2 separate regions of the Danio rerio genome follow, and region 1 is linked to region 2. The links are chromatin contacts, called in public Hi-C maps. All regions are on one chromosome and are shown on one strand. Each heading gives the region's core, a stretch centred on a gene start, on an enhancer-like site or on the middle of the called end of the contact. The rest is flanking DNA. Distances are from core to core; before and after follow the strand shown. Region 1 overlaps adgrd2 (adhesion G protein-coupled receptor D2). Region 2 holds the start of bcl2l16 (BCL2 like 16).

Region 1 (7,246 bases), core at 3,218-5,717, 37 kb before region 2:
ATCTCATGCAATACAGAAAGAAAATAAATTATAATATTCTGCTGCTTAAATATATATAAATATATTTTAGTCTCTAACTACATAGTTGAGGAAAAATACTTAAGTTGTATTTTGAACTTAAATAAACATTTACGCATTTAATTACCTGCATTTACATAATGAGCTTACATTACGCATGTCCTGTCCATTGTGTACTTTTTCATACTTTATACTGTTTTTTTATTTATTCATTTTGCAGCTCTTTTCACTTCTTCGTGGTGTGGTGTCATGCGCAGGTAAATATTTACTACATTTTCACCATCATATTCATTTAGTACCTACAAATCTTTGCCCTGTCATAAATTGCATGCTTAGATTATTGAATGTTATAAAGTGAATAAAAATGTTGTCAATAAGACAGTTAGTTTAGTACCTGTCAAATGAACTATATGAGTTTCTAATAAACATTGTTTTCTATGAGAAACTGGTTTAAAATGATATACAGTCATTATGCGGGTCATTGAGGTTTTCTGAGGCCCTCTAGTGGCTCCCGGCAAGCCTCAAGTGGCCGCAAAAAATAAATAAATAAATACACACACACACACACACACACACACACACACACACACACACACACACACACATATATATATATATATATATATATATATATCAGAATTATTAGCCCCGTTTTTCCCCCCCGATTTCTGTTTAACAGAGAGCAGATTTCAACACATTTATAAACATAATAGTTTTAATAATTCATTTCTAACAACTTAATTTATCTTTGCCATGATGACAGTAAATAATGTTTCACTATTTTCAAGACACTTCGATACAGCTTAAAGTGACATTTAAAGGCTTAACTAGGGTAATAGGCAGGTTAGGGTAACTAGGTAAGTTATTGTATAACAATGGTTTGTTCTGTAGATTATCGAAAAAAATTGCTTATGGAGCTAATAATTTTGACCTTAAAATGTTTTTTGAAAAATTAAGAACTGCTATTAATCTAGCCAAAATAAAACAAATAAGACTTTCTCCAGAAGAAAAAATATTATCAGACAAACTGTGAAAATTTCCTTGCTCTGTTACACATCATTTGGGAAATATTTAAAAAATAAAAAAATAAATCACAGAGGGGCTAAGGATTCTGACCTCAGTATATTCCAGTAATTATTAAATTATATGATCAATTAGTCTTGACAGCATATGTTTTAGGCTTTTAACTTATTAAACTAAGTTAATCATGTAAGAACTTAATTTATAAGTCAGTTTAACATAATATAAGTTCAATTGACTCAAAGTTAATTTTATTCAGCTTAAAATGTAAGGCAACCAGGATTTTTACAGTGTATATTAAAGTACAGTTAAGATAATCCTGCAGTTGCTATTGAACACAACAATTACAGTAATGTAAATGAATGAATGCTGCAGTTTTCTACCACTATTATGCACTCTAAAAACATTGGGTTGTTGTAACCCAGCATGGGGTCAAAACTGAACAAATCCAATCTTTGGGTTTAAAAAAAGTGCAATTTAAATTTAATTAATACAAATTAATTGTTAAAAATTCTTGCTGTCTTAATTTTTAAGCTAATTCAAACTTACTTTGATAGTCGTGTCAACTTACATCAAACAAACTGACGGGCAAATATTAAGGTAAACTTTGTATAACTTAAAAAATTCATTTGAAACCGGATTGACTTAGTTAAAAATACATACAAATATTTGTTGTCTTGATTTTGTCATTTTTCCATTGTGTGTTTGTCCGTATTTGACCTAAAGTTGGGTTACAACAACAACCCAGCATTTTTAGAGTGTATAATAGTTGTAGGGTGACACGGTGGCTCAGTGGTTAGCCTCAAAGCAAGAAGGTCGCTGGTTCAAGCCCTGTAGTCGGCGTTTCTGTGTGGAGTTTGCATGTTCTCCCCATGTTGGCGTGGGTTTTCTCCGGATCCCCCACAGTCCAAACACATGCACTATAGGTGAATTGAGTAAGCTAAATTGGCCGTGTATGAGTTAGTGTATGGGTGTTTCCCAGTACTGAGTTGCATCTGGAAAGGCATCCGCTGTGTAAAACACATTCTAGATAAGTTGGCGGTTCGTTGCCGAGTGGTGACCCCAGATTAATAAAATGGCTAAGCCAAAGGAAAATGGATGATTATAAAATATGGTTGTCATAACTAAACTTTGTGTCAAATATGGACAGCTTATACAAATACAACTTAATTGTGAACAGTATTATAACCCAATGTGTGGGCTGGAGTGTATAGGCCATACAACACTATAGTAGATATTTACATTGAATTACAATTTTTTTATGTGGGAGAAATACAGTTGAAGTCAGAATTATTAGCCCTTCTGTTAAATTTTATTTTTTATATGCTTATTTTGTCCCTAATTTCTGTTTAACGGAGAGATTTTTCAACATATTTGTAATCATAATAGTTTTAATAACTCATTTCTAATAGCTGATTTATTTTCTCTTTGCCATGATGACAGACAGCACATAATATTTGACAAGATATTCTTCAAGATATTCAGCTTTAAGTGACATGTGATTCATGTTTTTATTTTTTTTTGTTTATTTCTGCTTTTGAATTTGCATTATGGGATCTTGATCTTTCTTCCAACAACTTTTAACCTTAAAAAGTGACTTTTTGTGTAATAGTTTGCAGTGCTTTATTGTCTGGGTTGGTGCTGTTTATACTCTACAATAACCTTGTAATAAAGCACAGCACATTTTCTCTTATTTTGCACACTCCTCTTTATAATATTTTAGTCACACTTTCCAATAAGGTTGTATTAGTTAATACATTTACTAACATGAACAAACAATGAACAATGCATTTATTGCAGTATTTGTTCATGTTAGTTAAGTTGTTCATTGTTAGTTCATGTTAACTCGCAATGCATTAACTAATGCTACACTGTAAAAATTATACGATCAATTAGTCCTGACAGCTTATGTTTTTAGGCCATTATAACTTATTAAACTAAGTTAATCACGTTCTTACCTAATTTTATAAGTTACACAAGCTGTTCTAGGTCAGTTTAACATAATAAAAGTTCAATGTACTCATACAGTTAATTTGATTCGGCTTAAAAATTTGAGGCAACCAGGATTTTTTTGCGGTGTAACAATCATGAATGTTGCTGTTAATAATGCATTAGTAAATGTTGAACGATCATAAATAAATGCTGTATAAGTATTGCTCATTATTAGTTCATATAAGTAGATGAATTGAAACCTTATTTTTAAAGTGTGACCATTATTTCTTATTTCAAACTACTAAATTGTCAATAAAAGTCACTTTGTTAAACTGCAGAGTTGAATTTTCAACATTAAAAGTGGACAGAGCAGAGATCAACATCCCATAATGCAGTTCACAACTGTAAATAAACCCAAAACACTGTGACTGTTCATTGATTTTTTACTGTGTAAGCAGGTGATTACAAGTCATAGCAGCCTATTAAAATAGGTGAACCTTTTCACAGTTATTCTATCAAATTATGAGGTTCAAATACTGCATTTTAGTGACATTTTAAGCAATAATTTTTGTTGGATTAGCTTGTTGATGTTTATCATTTCCACACTTTTTGACGTAACTAAAATATTTGCTATATTTTTGTGCTTACTATTCTATTATATGTTTACAAAAAAAAATGTGTTTACAAATGTGCATTGCGTTATCACAGTTTTATAAATAATGTAATGAGATTACAATTTTAACCTAAACTTTTTGAACAAAGAAATATTACAAAATACTTAATTTAAAATGCTAATTAATTATCATCCATAATTAAAAAAATAAACTATTAAGAATGTGTTCAAACTTGTTTTAACTGAAAACTGTAGCCCATATCCAAATAACTAACGAGCCAGCTCATTTCCTCAGTCAGATTTTGTCCATTTTAATAATAATTAATTATTTAAGTTGTCTTAAAGCCTTCACCTGTCTGTTATTTTCACAATGTTTAATGGCATGCTGTCAAAAATAGGACAAATGAGCTCACTATTTGATATAGTGGCCAAATTGTAGACTTTGTCAGTTGGAGTGGGTCTTTTGAACTATCCGAACACCCCTTGTTACTTGCCTGCAACAGTGGTTTCTTCTGACGATGCAAAAAATGCTTAAGGGGCTAATAATATTGACCTTAAAATGTTTTTTTTTAAATTAAAAACTGCTTTTATTCTAGGCGAGATAAAACAAATAATAAGAAAAAACATTATAGGAATTACTGTGAAAATTTCCCCGCTCTGTTAAACATCATTTGGGAAATATTTAAAAAAGAACAATGCATATGCAGCAGGAGGGCGAATAATTTAGACTTCAACTGTGTATGTGATCTTATTTTCCCTTTGCACCGAAAAAGGGGGAGAAGAATCACCCTTCTCCTAATTTTAAGCAGTATGTGAGGGAACAGGGCTCCCTGACGGACCAGCTGAGCCGGCGGCAGGTTCGAGTCTACCAGTTGTACAGCAGAACCAGCGGGAAACACGTGCAGATCCGCGGACACCGGGTCAGCGCCACCGCGGACGACGGAAACTCTTACGGTGAGCCGCGTTTTCTCTGCCCGCTGATCGAGTCATTCGGGCCGGGTTTCGGTGCGGGTGATGGCGCTGAATCGGCGGATGATTGATTGCGTCATTGACGGGTGCTTCAATAGGATTAATCGTTTGTCTTTTGTGTTGATTAGGATGTTAATTAGCTTTAAACAGCAAAGGGAAATGAGACTGAATGGAGGATTGGCTGATTATGGGCTTCCAGAAACCCAGATAACACAATGTTAAATAGGTGAACTTTAACTGTTTAACACGAGCTGTTGAGCTTTTAGCTTTACAAAAGGTCAAGTAAAATTATTTTTAAAATAAATATAAAGCTTCTTGTATTTCTGTCATCTTTCCTTATTTCTTTGCTCTTTTATTCTTACATTCTTTCTTAATTTTATTTCTTCGCTTTTTATTTTTTTTCCTTTTCTTTCTTTTAAAATCTTATTTTTTCTCTTTTTTGCTTAATTCTTTTCTTCTTTCCTCATTCGTTCCTTTTTCCTTCCTTCTTTCCGTTCTTTCTTGCTTACTTTCTTAATTTTTTATTTTTCCTCGTGCTTTATTTTTCTTCATTTTTTGATCATTCCTTTTTCCCCTTTTTCTTTCTGCATTCTTTTCCTTCATTCATCCTTTGCTTTTTCTTTATTTTTCTTTACTTTCTTTCTTTTTTTGTTTCTCTTTCTTGCTTTATTTTTCTTTCTTTGTTTTTTATCTTTCTATCTTTTTTCTAAATGTTACTCTTGCTTCATTCATTTCTTCTTTTTCTCTTTTTCATTTCATCATTCTTTTCCTTTTCCTTCCTTTCTTCATTTTTTGCTGTCTTTATTATTTATTTACTCTTTCTTTCCTTCAATAATTTCTTTCCTCTTTCCTACTTTCTTTGCTCTTTTATTCTTTAATTTTTTCTTAATTTTCTTTCCTTTTCGTTCTTACTCAACTTTCTTTCTTTCTTTCTTTCTTTCTTTCTTTCTTTCTTTCTTTCTTTCTTTCTTTCTTTCTTTCTTTCTTTCTTTCTTTCACCTTTCATCATTTTTTACATTATTTCTTGTTTTCTCTCTTTGCTCTTTCTATCCATCTTTCTCTCTTTTTAATTTCTTTTTCTTTAACTTTTTCCTCTTTCTTGCTTCAGTCTTTCCTGTTCCTTCATTCCTTCCTTTTCTTCCTTTCTTTTTTATCTTTACTTCTTTTGTTTTTATTTTTTCCTCCCTCATTCTTACTTCTTTCTTTTTTTTCTTTCCTTTTCCTGCATTTTCTGTCTTTTTCTTTAATTCTTTGCTCTTTCTTTCTTTTTCATCATTTATCATTCTTTTTGCTGTCTTCTTTCTTTCTTTTTTCATTTTTTAACCTTTCTTTCTTTCTTTCTTTCTTTCTTTCTGTATTTGCTCATTATTTGTATTATTATTATTTATATCTTTGTATTCAGTGTTGAAAGATATATTGGTATCACTTTATTTTGATGGTCCCTTTAACACATTTTGTTGAATTTAAGTTACCCTGCATCTACATGCCAACTAATTCTCATTCCATTATAAGTAGACTGTTAGATGGGGTTACGGTTAATTGACAAGTTTCTTATAGTCAGTTAAATGTCTGTTAAAGGAGCAGCATCAGCAGATATTAAGCAGTCTACTAATACCTAAGTGAGAAGGTGTGTAGTTGCAATGCAACTTTTAGTCAACAAAATGTGCAATAGGGGCCATCAAAATAAAGTGTTTCTGACATATTAGCTTCATATAAGGCCATTAACACAAGCAGAAGAGCACCAGCAAGTTTTTAAATGAGACGTTGAGGTAATCTTTGCCTCTTTTCATCATCTTGTCAGCAGTTCTGACAAATGTTTAAAGTCTCTGAAACCGTCGCTCTGCTTTTTACAGCCAGACTGTACGTGGAGACGGACACCTTTGGCAGTCGTGTTCGCATTAAAGGAGCCGAGAGCGGCAGATACCTGTGCATGAACCGCAGAGGCAAACTGGTGGGCAAGGTGCGTTATTTTTCACTGGTCACAAATGTCTTTTATCAGTGTTGGGCATCAGATTTTTCAGTACAGTAGATTGTACACTTTTCACGTTCAGTTTAGATCTTGGAAAATATTGCATGATTGTCCTAAGCTGAAGATATTTATAATAACACACACTGAATAAAAACATTCAGTTTTTTAAAGGTAAACGGTGCAAAACAATTGTAATGGGCTAGACAAACAAAATAAATGTAGTAATGTTTAACTTAATTTGTTTGTTTAAATTCAGCCTACATATTAGTTTGCAGCCACTTACCTTGAAAAAATGGTCAATTTAATTAATCATTTTTTCAGTGTATAATGTCGTTCGTTATTAGATAACACAGTTTAGGACAGTATTATCAGCCCTCCTGTGAATTGCACTAAACCTGTATTCAAGTAAAAGCACACATTTTTAAACGTACACAGTATAAGAAATCTGTAAATGAGCAGCTTTCTGTCTTTTGTAATTCATGTTTTTGTTTTTCCCAGTTTATTTTATGATTTTGAATTGCATTATGGGATGTGCATTTTTCTTCCAACAACATTTAACTCTTAAAAAAAGTTGTGAAAAGTGCCTTTTATTGACTTGTGTAATAGTGTGCAGTGCTATATCGTCTGTGTTGGTGTTGTATATTACGCTACACACACCTTGTAATAAACTGCAGCTCATTTTGTGGTTTTACACACTTATTTCTCTGGATATTATTTCTTACACA
Region 2 (6,764 bases), core at 3,703-6,202:
CAGTAAAGGCGCAGCTAAACAGACGTGTTTTCAGTCTTGATTTGAATGTGCCTAATGTTGGAGCACATCTGATTATTTGTGGAAGCTGATTCCAGCAGCGAGGGGCATAGTGGCTAAAAGCCGATTCACCCTGCTTTGACTGAACTCTTGGAACTTCTAGTTTATATGATCCTAAAGATCTGAGTGATCTGTTAGTTCTGTATTCAGTGAGCATATCTGTAATGTATTTAGGTCCTAGGCCATTTAGTGATTTATAGACCAGTAATAATACTTTAAAATCTATTCTGAATGTAACTGGCAGCCAGTGTAGAGACCTGAGGACAGGTGTGATGTGCTCTGATTTCCTGGTTCTGGTTAGAATTCTGGCTGCAGCGTTCTGGATGAGCTGCAACTGTCTGACTGTCTTTTTAGGAAGACCAGTGAGGAGTCCATTACAGTAATCCACCCTGCTGCTGATAAAAGCATGAACAAGTTTCTCTAAATCTTCACTAGAAACAAAGCATCTGATTCTTGCTATGTTTTTGAGATGATAGTATGCTGATTTACTGACTGCTTTGACATGACTATTGAAACTCAGATCTGACTCCAGAGTCACACCAAGATTCTTGACCTTATTTTTTGTCGTTTGACCTTTAGTGCCAAGGTACGCATTTACCTTGAGAACCTCATCTTTGTTTCCAAACACAATCATTTCAGTTTTCTCTTTGTTTAACTGAAGAAAGTTTTGGCACATCCAATTGCTCATTTCATCAATGCATTGGCAGAGGGTGTCAATGGGGCTGTAGTCATTAGGCAGTAAGGCTAGGTAGATCTGAGTGTCATCAGCATAGCTGTGGTAGGAGATTTGGTTTCCCTCTTGTTAGTAAAGCTATATTCCAGAAAGTTTGTAGAATCGATGCTGATCTTCAAGCCATGTTGTTTGAGCACTGTGCTGATAGGCTCAAGTTAAAATTAGGGTATAAGACATAAAAGCAAGAGTGCGAAGAGCGGAGCAGTGGGCAAAGACGTCCGAATAGTAGCAAAGCAGGAAGTAGAAACAGGACAAGAAGACGCAGCCAATGAAAGAACTCATTAACCACATGTTCAAATGACAACACAAGCACCACGTGCTAAACACAACACCATCAGAAGACTGAACGCAAGACACGAGCACACGATGGATGAAAACACTCACTGTGCACTCACACACGCAACTGCATGTTCCATCCCAGCGACGACCGAAACCAACTGGACTGAGACGCTGGGAATGAAACACCACGCTGCAGACAAACGTGAACACCTGGACGGGAGATTGCAAATACGCAAAGACCTCACACGCTCGCATCACGCGGGGACACGCACGATCCAACCGCGTTCACAAAGGGCGCTCATACAGAGACGCACACACAATGGCTGTTTCTCAATATGCGTTCTTCAGCGGTCTTGCGTCCTCGTGTTCTCGTGAAACGTCATCATCAGCTGCCTAAGTTCAGTTCCAATACTCAAGACCGCAAGTACGGAGGACGCGTGAAACTTCCCGGATGTGATCTTGATATCGAGGACGCACCGATGCAGACTTGAGCACCGAACTCGCTCTGGAAGTCCCAGAAGTCATTGCGAGGTGGGAAGCGCAGCATTTTATCTAGATTTATTATTAAAGTTCCGAGATATAACTTATTTACCTCAGGAGTTTCCCTAAATGAGATGGTGAAAGTAAACATTAACATGGACATCTTAATGTAGGAATAAACACAATAAGGGTGTGAAATTCATATTAAAATCTGTTTTATTTATATAGTGCAGAGTGTATTTATAATGTTTTTATGCGAAGTATATATTTTGAAAAAGGGAAAAACAATATATCATTGTATGAATGCTGTAATGTTTAAATAATTTACCATTAAAAACGCGTGAAGGTCATGTGACCATCAGGAAGAATGCAGCATCTCATTTCTCAAAGGACGCGTTCTCTGCCCTCGTGGTCCCCCGAGTTCGTTCTTCTGACGACACCTGGCAAGACCGCTCTCCACAAGAACGCAAGTCCGTTCTTTGCGTTCTTGGAATTGAGAAACAGCCCATGACAAAACAAGTGCTCGACCCAAGAAAACCCGAGCCGAGCACAACAGGACAGGACAAGACAGGGCTAGTGTCCGGACTCTGCGACCAAAACAAGAATTTACACAGTAACAGTAGTTCAGCGATGGCTGATGACGTTTTTACGAGGACACAAGAACGCAAGTACAGGCAAGAACGCATATTGAGAAACAGCCCTGATCTGAGAATTTAACTGAGAACAAACAGGAAGTGCATTTAAAGATTTAAATTTTAGATTACAAGGGCAAACTATTATTTTGTCTCAATGACCAGCACACATGAATCGTTCAGCACAAAACTAGCAATGTGAGCGAACAAAATCAATATGGTTAGTTTGGATTTCATACGTATTTAAAAACGAACAGACTGAAACTAACATCTAAAAAACTGTATTTCAGCTGATCTTCAGTGCCACTCACCCATCCTCCTTTGTCCCGGATCTCGGGGCAGATGACCCTCTCCACGTAGCTGCCCACACACTCCTGTATCTGCGGCGTGATGTCCTCCATGCCCCTGTCCTGGCAGTGCAGAGCCAGCTGACCAGCCAGAACGAACACCGACAGCACGGCGCTCCAGGCCAGATCCCTGCGCCTCGTGGGAGCGAAGTGTTCGTCCAGGATGGAGAGCAGCGTGGGGCAGGCCGTGTGCTCCGTCACGTCCTGGAAAACTCTCGGCCAGCGGCGAAAGAAGATCGGGAAGCGGATCAGCAGCTCGTCTCCAGCGTGGCGCAGGGCAGCGGAAGCACGGGAAGGTGCCGGACACAACGGGACGCCTAGTTTGGACACAAGGATATTTTAGCAAACGAAAACTAAAGGCAACATTGAGCACGATAACAATGAAGATAAAAAAATCGTTCACAGTCTACATGGAAACCAAATCCGCTGATTTTAATACAATTTTAATAAGACAATACTCTGATTGAGAGTCTACGATGTAAACAGAGATTTTTGATGACCTTAATACGACAGAAGTCATAATAGAACTAAACAGAAATGGAGAAAAGAACGATGTAGTGACCAGTGTTTCCCAAAACCCGTAGTTTCTCTATCGCAGATCCATGGCTTGAACCACGTTAGTTATGCTGTAAAGCGCCCATAATGATGCTCTAAACGGGGTGGAGGAACTACTTCTTTAGAGAAAAACCCATAACTTCTTTGTGCAAATTATATTGCTTTACACGCACACGCATTTAAAATAAATTTAAAAACATGCACTCGCTTTCCATATTAACTGAAATATATGTAAATGCCACATATGGTTTGCTTTACTAATATTATTGAGAAGTTGAACATTACATATTCTATTCTAAATCGCTTACAAAAGCTAACACATATTCTAATATCATATATAAATACATAAATAATGAGGCTATTTATTATGAAATAAAATATAATATTATTATTTATTAGTAATGAAAAAAAACACACTTTAATAGTAATATTAATGATTATTGTGATGATGAGGATGATAATAATAATAATAATAATAATTATTATTATTATTATTATCAATAATTTTAATTATTATTATTATTATGTAGGTAATTGTTTATTTATTTATTTATTTTTTTTAAGTCTACTTTTACAATTTAACACATTTAAACCACTGCAGAAATGTTCTACCCAGCAGGCCCATGTCATATACAGTACAGATACTTAATAAATAACCCATTATAAGTTATAAGAATTAACGTCAGCTTTTTGTTTTCACAAACTTTGGCGACGTCACATAAATTAGTAAACACCACTTTTAAATAATACGTCACCTATAGCTTTCATTATGAGGCTGTGTTCAAAATGTTTTCAAAGTGCACTGTGAAGGGAGCACGATTGTAAATATGAAGATCGTTAAAACTGAACTGTAAAAATAGTTTGGAAGCAAATTACAAAGAGAGATGACCTTAATGCTTTTTCATTTTTAATAACTCCAACTTTGAATGTTAGGATGTTCTTAATGAATAGGGCACAGGGGGGGATAAGTGGCAATAGAACACAGCCAGAAACTATGTTTCTAACTACAGCTCCAGAGGTGTAGTTGCCAGTGCTCAAGTTTGCGACGCAGTTTGTGAATGTACGTTGTAGCTACTGATTTAGGAAACGGCAAATTAACAAACTATGTTTGTAACGCTGAAACTTGCGACCTTAGTTGGCTAACCATGATTTTGGGCAACGCACCCCTGTATAGTTAAACATTATTTCCAGTTGTGAATTGCTTTATGGGATGTTGTTCTCTACTCTGTCCACTTTTGATGAAAATTCAAGTCTATACTGTAAAAAATATCCCTAAATGATCAGTTTTCCGTATTTTTATGATTCATGTTTTTATTTTTGCCACTTTATTTCTACTTATGAATTACATTATAGCATCTTGATCTTTCTTCCAACAACTTTTAACCATGAAAAGTTGGAAAAAGTGACTTTTATTGACGTGTAATAGTGTGCAGTGCTATATTGTTTGGGTTGGTGTTGTACATTACACTACAAACACCTTGTAATAAACTGCAGCACATTTTCTCTTATTTTCTACACTCATTTCTCTAGATATTATTTTTTATACATTATATTATCTCCAACTACTAAAATGTTAGTAAAAGTCACTTTGTTAAACGACAGAGTTGAATTTTCTACATCAACAGAGAACAGAGCAGAGATCAACATCCCATAATGCAACTCACAACCACAAATAAACCCAAAAACACTATTAATTAGCAGATATTTTTTTACAGCGTAACGCAAATTTTAAAATAATACAACAAAACTATAACCTGGTTTGGCTGTCACGTAGCTGATGTAGTCGTACGCCATCAGAAAAGCTTCACGCACTAGTGGATCTGGACTGTTCAGGCCTCGACCAATCACAGCGTCGTCTGACCGTCCCATCAGCTCAGATACACACAGGTCAAACTTTAAATGTCCGAATGTTGTGTTTAGGTCTCCATCCATGCCATTGTCATCTATATAAGCTGCGTGTTCTGATTATCCAGATCTATGAAAAGAAAACTCAAGATCAGTTTTCAGAGTTTCATTCATTCATTTTCCTTCAACTTAGTCCCTTATTTATCAGTGGTCACCACAGCGGAATGAACCACCAACTCTTCCAGCATATGTTTTACGCAGCGGATGCTCTTCCAGCCATCCCAGTACTTGGAAAATAATAATAATAATAATAATAATAATAATAATAATAAAAATAAAATAAATAAAATAAAATACTCAAATTTTAATTCACATCTTCTATGTTTAGTATTTAAATATTTGTTTTCAAAATATATATTTATTAATTCTTAAAAAAATAATAGAAATAATGTTGGATATTATTTTTTTTTTGCATTTATTTATTTATTTACAAAATGTTTGTTATTTGAAAAAACAGCCCAAAAAAAAACGAATTTTAAATAATTAAAGAAATTAACTACACAATGGCAAACATTTAAGCCCCCCCCAAAAAATAAATAAAAAAATACAGTCCCTCCAGGATTTTGGAGATATTTTGTTAATATATTTCCAAACTAAAATGATTTTGTTACAGCTTTTCTCAAAACTTATGTTAATGGTTGCTTAAATTCTTGTGTTGTGCAATGAAAATTACTAAAACATTTGTTTTTTTTTTGTATCTCAAGAACCTTTGGCATCTTGGAGGGTCTGAAAAATAATAAATAAATTCTTAAAAACAGAAAATATGTAAAGAACACGTTCAAACCCTGCATTTTCAATATTATAGTTATTATGGTTGTAAATTGAAAATTATCATGAAATATGAAATAATCTGACCTGAAAATCACTTCCCCCCAAACAATTAATCAAAAATCATTTATTTACATCACTACAACAATACATTTAAAATTGTTTAGAAAATAAAATGTCATGCATTGTACATGAAAAATCTTAATAAAAAATATATTATATTACATTATATTACATTATATTATATTATATTATATTATATTATATTATATTATATTATATTATATTATATTATTATAATAATAAGGAACTTTTCTTAAAAAAAGAAATTACATTTTCAAAACCAACATGAATACTATAAACATGGCATATATAAATTAAAGTAGATTTTTCCTTGTTTTTCTAGTTGAAATTCTTGTTGTCACCTTTCTAGAAGCAGCTGCAACATTCAAAGAAATAAAACAAGTTAACATGACAAGATTATCATCATAATGTAAATGTCCAGATTGTAGAACATGATCATCAACCAAAGCAAATCTGAAGTTCACACACGCCAAAATGAAAGGCCCGTTGACTTACCCTTTTCTCACAGACGTGAATCATGCCATGACCAAACAACTGGGATCATTTAACAGCTGACAGAAGTGCAACATACAACTGGAGATTCTCAAGAGGGAACCGATCACATGTGCATGCTGTCGTTGATTATATTTCCTTCTGTTGTCTGTAACAGATCCAGTGCATGAACAGTTATCCAATGACACTAAGACTCTTCATGGGTACAGCTATAAATACTCCACACGCAGTAACACTCGGACAAGAGGCGCTCATAACCTTTCTGTGCCTATACAGTGTGTGTTTGTTTATAACGTATGCTTTCAGAGTAATTTCAGGCTATTCTGCATTGTAATAGAGTAGTATATTTTGGAGGGGTGAAAAAAAGATTTTATGGCTTTTAATTTGGAAGTTCTTTCTCAAAAAGTGCTTTCATTACAAACAGGCAGAGTT

The links. A called contact is a pair of places that touch in the nucleus more often than the background predicts.
Region 1: a Hi-C map of an unstated tissue shows a contact between it and region 2, with 1.8 times the contacts expected there. The contact joins the enhancer-like site here to the promoter of bcl2l16 in region 2. A contact is called at or near these places in 2 of 18 Hi-C or Micro-C datasets (caudal fin and an unstated tissue).

The regions. Positions count from the first base shown.
Region 1 is chr8:62,694,107-62,701,352 of GRCz12tu, reverse strand. All of the region lies in intron 2 of adgrd2 (adhesion G protein-coupled receptor D2), which reads right to left. It overlaps fgf17 (fibroblast growth factor 17), which reads left to right. Exons shown (of 5, transcript NM_214808.1): 2 at 239-275; 3 at 4,357-4,537; 4 at 6,406-6,512. Among named protein-coding and RNA genes, the nearest start is that of fgf17, 4.4 kb to the left of the region's middle. Within about 2 kb of position 4,467, at least 6 of the 62 cell types and tissues checked have an H3K27ac peak or open chromatin away from gene starts, as enhancers often do.
Region 2 is chr8:62,658,215-62,664,978 of GRCz12tu, reverse strand. bcl2l16 (BCL2 like 16) reads right to left here and starts at 4,952. Exons shown (of 3, transcript NM_001172402.1): 1 at 4,838-4,952; 2 at 2,493-2,845. The coding sequence starts at 4,952.